2 separate regions of the Mus musculus genome follow, and region 2 is linked to region 1. The links are chromatin contacts, called in public HiChIP or PLAC-seq maps. All regions are on one chromosome and are shown on one strand. Each heading gives the region's core, a stretch centred on a gene start, on an enhancer-like site or on the middle of the called end of the contact. The rest is flanking DNA. Distances are from core to core; before and after follow the strand shown. Region 1 overlaps Sdccag8 (serologically defined colon cancer antigen 8). Region 2 has its middle 34 kb from the start of Gm29856.

Region 1 (3,064 bases), core at 341-2,840:
TAGGGTACTGGCAGTACATGGCCATCGCAAGGCAAGCATTGTGCTCTGTTGCTGAGAAGAGGACTTTGTACATGCAGTAAAATCGCCAGTGGCTGGAAAAGTTAGTTCATAGCTAACTCTGAGGCTCAGATGTGACAAAAGTTGGCTTATAGAAGGTCGAATGGCTGAGAACAACCAAGGAAGCAGTGGGTTGACCTGAGAGAAGCATTCAGCAAATCTTCATTAACCTTTGAGAGCTCTGAGAGTGACTGGTGAGTCAGCTCCTGGCCTTTCTGAGCCCTGTGGGAACAGAGCATACCGAATATTGATGCCTTGCCTATCATGTCTGACCCCAGCTGGACGCCCTCCCCACACACAGAACCAAGGAAAGGGTAGAATTGACATAGTGAGCTGACCACTTGGATCAGCACATAAAGCTATTCACCGTGCAAGCCTGGTGCTCTGAGTTCGATACCCATCAAGGTAGAAGGAGAGAACCAACTCCATAAAGTTGTTTTCTGAATTTTCACATATATTACACACGCATGCATGCATGCATGCATGCAGACAGACAGACACACACACAGACACAGGTGCACACACATATCATACTCATATGTACACATGCACATTAAAATAATAAAAACATGAAAAACCAGAGCCATGTGAGGTGTGTGTCTAGCACAGCTTCCCTCAGAACATGGAACAGCCACAGTGCGTTCTTCTTTGTCTGTTGTAGCAACACACAGCCTCCTGCAGAAAGAAGGTGGAAGCCAGGTCCTGTGTAACTAGGTTGGAGTAGCAGAAAGGCGGTTAGAGATGGCATGTGTCTGCAGACTGGCATGGTTTCTGGCTTTGTTCTTGTTAAATGGGGTCATCTAGAAATCCTGTGGAGATTCTTAACAAGGACATCTTAAATAACTATTGGTGTTTGTGTTGTAAATTGTGCTCTTACACACTTGAGCACGCCAGCTTCTCTCTTTTTTTTCCTCCCCAAGCCCATTTTTTGCTAACACATTGAAGGTTAGGATATTCTTACTCTGTCTTGTGAATTTGGGATTCATTGGGGGCCTGTATCTGTGAAAAGCCTAATTCTGATTGTTATTCGCCAATTAGAAGAAACTGTCAATCGGATCCCATTTTCTTTCCAAGTGTACACAGCCTGGAATTTGTCAGCCTCTGAGTTTCTTGAAACAATGCAATTAAACTGTAACATATTTCCTAACATTCTTAATTAAGACAGTGACTGGAAAATGTAGATTAACAGAAGTTCCTGTTTTTATCAACATATTTTCTGTCTTTCCACCGCCCTCACATGCCCCTCCCCCCAGCGTCTTACTTTCCCTGTCTGATGTCAGTTTCGGCCACGTGTACATTATGAGCATGGCGCTGAAGAAACCAAGTACAAAATTCTCTTTTCATTCCGAGCTGCCCGCCCCGCACCACACGCACTGTCTGTTACATGTCGCTTCTTAGGAGGCTCAGCTGCGAGTTTCTTTCTAAACGCAAAATGTTTCTGAAGGAAGGAGTTCAGGTTGGGCAGATTGTGCTAGAGAAATCTCACTGTCTCTGAGGGGAACTGATACGCTGGCTGATTGTTCTGTGCAGGCTCAAACTGGCGCTGTCTGCAAAGTTCAAGAGTGTCTGGAAACTGAAATATGAGGGCAGCTCAGGAGATCGAGCAGACAAAGCATTTGGAGGGGAATTTCTAAGTAGGGCTTACAAGTGAAACTCTAAAGTGTAACTTTGTAGAGGGGCAAAAATCAAGAATGAAGGCCTGGGCATAAAGCATGCCCACTGGAAATATTTTCAAGGACTCACGGGTACAGTTTTCCAGGGCACATTTGAGGGTTGATCGGAAAACCCGCTGGGGGGGGGGGTCATCCAGCACCTTTTGATTGTCACCTCTTTGAGTGAGTTCTTAAGTCTTGCCAGTTTCAATTAAGTCACAAGAGAAGCTTAATTACTTCATAGAAATTAAAACGAGCGGTAATATTTCTTTGGCCTCTCTATTAGCCAAGATTTTTTTCTCTTTAATTAAAAATTGGGTCGTCCATGATCATCAACAAACAATGATTCACTTATTTGTTTACCAATAAGGAATTAGAATTAAAGACAGCAAATACAAACCCACAGCACCTCTTGCATCGCCGGGAAATCAACCTGTTTTTCACATTGCTTCTCAGGAGAATGAAATTGGGCCGCGAGCATGGAGTTAATGAAGCTTTCACCCATCTCCTCCCTCAACTGCCAGCTCGCTTTAATCCCCTCCTTCTGCCAAAGTCCAGAGGCCCCGGGAGCCCCTGTGGAGCCTCCCTAGCCAGATGCTAGGCACCCAGCCGGCCCCTGCAGGTGCCGGCCCTCTCATGGTGGGCAGGGGGTGCTGGCCAAGCCACCGGTATCCAGAGGCGGAACAGGCGGGCGCGCCCCCGTGGCCCATGCGGAGCCCTGTGGCTGGCTGCACCTGCAGGAGGACAATTGCCCAGCACGGGGTGGCCAGCCGCACTGGAGGCTGTCGCTGTTGTCTGGGCGGGGTGCGGCCTGGGTTCAGAGCAGGCGGTGCAGGATCTAAGTGCACAGCTGCTCCTCTTCTCTGAAAACTAAGACAGAAGCAGTTTGTTGGCAGCATCCAGAGGGAGAAATCAAAGTCTACCTTTGGTTTGGCTGAAAATGATCTCCAAGGGTGAGTTAGTGTATTCTCGGGGTCAGGGAGTACGCATAGTCCCTGACCATTACCTCTCAAAATGGTGCCGGGCAGCCAGTGAGGAGTGGCCGGCCGGGTGAGAAGGCGCCGTGCACGGCCTGTACAGCGGTGTTGCCTTCCTGTCCTGATCTGCTGTCAGGACCCTTGTGTCTCTGCCCACACCAAACAAGGAAATGGCAGGTAGGGGGACATGCTTAGCGATTAGCACAACCCAGAACTTTTGTTTTGAAAATGCAGCTCCTTTGGCCTCTGTCTCCTAGGACTGGGTACAAGGCCCTTTATCTTCTGCCCATCATTCAGTGCAGGGGAGCCTTACAAAATTAGAGCGCAAAGCCCCTAGGCCCCTCTGAGACCATCACGGTCACACTTGGTGGTAGGCGG
Region 2 (2,775 bases), core at 245-2,744, 490 kb after region 1:
TTTTTAAGCACAATTAAATTACAGCAGATTTTCTTTTGGTAGACTATTTTTAGTAAAATGCATAGGATTAAAAAAAAAAAACTACCCAGTGCTAACAATATGCTCAATCTGGATGTGAAGGCATGCTGCTAACTAGGCTCGGTGACACATTTCGTTAACATCGTTTAAGTCGTGTACTGGCAGATTAATCTGTGAACAATTTAACCTTGTATAAATAAGTACGGCCAGACTCTTGATAGATACGCCAGGGAAAGGTTTTAAACTATTAAAAAAGTGAACAGACATTAAATAGTAGACATATTAGTTAGTCCATATAAAAATGCTGCGCAAGGGGTATTATAAAAGAGATCTCAGGATGGATACTCTAACACACAGGCTCAGGGAACACTGAAATCTTTGACTCACGTGTCTCCTTCATCTCCTCTGGGTGGGGCATAGTACTGAGGATTGGAGCCCTACTCCAGAGTCTGCTGTACCACCACACTGATCACCCGGCCCTTTTATTTTTCTCAGAGAAGATGGATTCTTGATATGTTGTCCAGGTTTCTGACTCTTGGGCTCAAGCAATCCTCCTACCTCTGCTATCTCTGCAGGTGGGACCATAGGTTCAAGTCATTTTTAATTTACATTAATGTAGGTCCTGCATCCTAAGGTAGTGAGACTGGGCCTTTGCATGAATGACGACATGCTTAGCAAAGAATAGCAAAAAGGTCCTTCCTTAAAGTGTGTTCTCTCTCTCTCCCTCCCTCTCTCTCTCTCTCTCTCTCTCTCTCTCTCTCTCTCTCTCTCTCTCTCTCTCCCTCCCTCTCTCACTTGTGTGTGTGTGTGTGTGTTCCACTGAAGAGAATTATGAGTGGGAAAATGCAGCCTACTGAGAAGCAAGTCCTCACTGGAAACGCAATGGTTGGCATTCCTGACTTGATTGATTATCCTCTCGTCCTCTCTTCTCCCTGCCAGGAGCATCCTCACCCCTGCCTAGGACCACAGAGCCATCCTCTCCGAGCTGCTCGCCAGAGCCGTTATCCATTATGCCATCCTCTCAACAGCTGTTTCTTGCTTGCTCGCCGTGCAAGGCGAGGTTTTTGTTTTTTTTTTTTTTAACATTTTTTTAAATTTTAAGCCGAGAGAGAGAGAGAGAGAGAGAGAGAGAGAGAGAGAGAGAGAGAGAGAGAGAGATGTTTATGTAGTTTTCATGATTTCATTTTGGGAAATGGCCGTTTCCATTATTTTATTTGATGCCACCAGCTTAAGCATCTGGCTGTCTCAGGATAGACTCTCAGTGAACCAGACTGGTAGACAAGGGTCCCTGACAGTGAGGAGGGCACAGCCTTCTCAGTCCTTCCTGGAATGTCAGCTTCACGGTCAGTATTACGCTGTGGCCTTGCTGGAAAGTGGGATGCACAAAATACACGTCTGGACCCCATGTGGAAAGCAGGCTGCTGCTTTCCTTCCCTTCCACGCCACCCCAAAAAAGGGAACCAGTTGGTTCTTAAAAGGAGAAAGAAAGGCAAAGCAGCCCATGTGCTTCCTGTTTCAAAAGACTGGGCACCCGACACAGAGAACTGGAGAGCCTCTGTCAAATAGAGACAAAACAGAAAGTTCCCACTTCTGCCTCAGTGTCCGTTCTAGGAAAAGTGAGTCTCGTGGCCTTCTAACCAGACCATTTGCATTTTTAAAAGAGTCTCTGAGTTTAAAAAAAAAAAATCATGCCAGAGTTTATCCAAGGGACGCATCTCTGGTTCTGGTAATTCGTTCTCTATCTGGGAGGCACAGGAAGGAGATTGTGTTTCCATAGCAGTCAGGTGACAGGACTGAATTCCCAGCAGACTGGTGACACAGATCTATCTATCCCAGCTGTCTGGGAGCTGAGGCAGGAGGGTCGCTTGAACACAGGAGTTCGAAACCAGCTTGGGCACCATAATCAGACCCTGTATCCAACATAAATCAATCGATACAGAAATACACAAGTAAAGGAGAGGAAAGTAATGAAGTGGGAATTAGAAGGCAATAGCTTCCATATTGTCCACTTTAATGATGCTTGATGAGCCCAGAAGCAGTGACACTGTACAGCCCGAGAAGCACAAGCAACATTGTCTGTAATTCCCCAGCCTTGTGCTTCTTACCAGAGAGTCTGAGTTCACCTTTTGAGTAATTTGATTGATATGTGAGGTGAAGATTTTTTTCCCCTCAATTTTCTTCTGACTAGACATCACATTTATAACCCAAACTTAGCGTTTTATTCCTTTGGGGAATAATTTTTTTTAAAAAAAAGTTATCCTTCCAAACAAACAAAACCAAACACAAAACCCTAGAATTACCACGGAAATGGTACTTGTAGTGCAGGGGTTGTGTACTGAAGTGTCAAAAACCAGATCCTAACCCTGCCTAGTTGACAAATTCTACAGCTGTCGAAAGGTTTAAAGCAATACAGATCATCTGAGCCAATAAGTTGATTTGGTGAGAGTGAAATGCTAATGAGCCTTTGATCTGTGCAGAGGCCGGTGAGTTAGAAACACAGCCTCCCTCACCCCTCATCCAGCCAGCTGTCTCACAAATACTTGCCATTGGTCACAGAGGGGACCAGGCAACCTGGGAGAGGAGATGGATCAGCTCAAATCTATCATCTCCCCACATACATCACTCAAGCGCTGGCCCTAGCCGTGACAAGCCAGCAGCATCCACTTCCTAGCAGAGATGCACACATTGCAACAGAGTTTGTTATTTTTGAAAGTTTTTTTGTTTGTTTCTTTTGGTTTTTGTTTTGTTTTGCATGTA

What was found. HiChIP or PLAC-seq counts read pairs in DNA pulled down with a chosen protein or histone mark.
Region 2: a contact with region 1 is called in an H3K4me3 HiChIP or PLAC-seq map of bone marrow-derived macrophages, with 4 times the contacts expected there. The contact joins two enhancer-like sites. A contact is called at or near these places in 1 of 484 Hi-C or Micro-C datasets (granulocyte-monocyte progenitors), 3 of 115 datasets of contacts at active chromatin or transcription factors (astrocytes, bone marrow-derived macrophages and embryonic stem cells) and 1 of 9 other capture datasets (embryonic stem cells).

The regions. Positions count from the first base shown.
Region 1 is chr1:176,995,556-176,998,619 of GRCm38.p6, forward strand. All of the region lies in intron 16 of Sdccag8 (serologically defined colon cancer antigen 8), which reads left to right. Among named protein-coding and RNA genes, the nearest start is that of Gm15423, 56 kb to the left of the region's middle. Within about 2 kb of position 1,591, at least 115 of the 459 cell types and tissues checked have an H3K27ac peak or open chromatin away from gene starts, as enhancers often do. A contact at or near this core is called in bone marrow-derived macrophages and granulocyte-monocyte progenitors, where this site is marked.
Region 2 is chr1:177,488,462-177,491,236 of GRCm38.p6, forward strand. No RefSeq gene overlaps it. Among named protein-coding and RNA genes, the nearest start is that of Gm29856, 34 kb to the left of the region's middle. Within about 2 kb of position 1,495, at least 71 of the 459 cell types and tissues checked have an H3K27ac peak or open chromatin away from gene starts, as enhancers often do. A contact at or near this core is called in bone marrow-derived macrophages and granulocyte-monocyte progenitors, where this site is marked.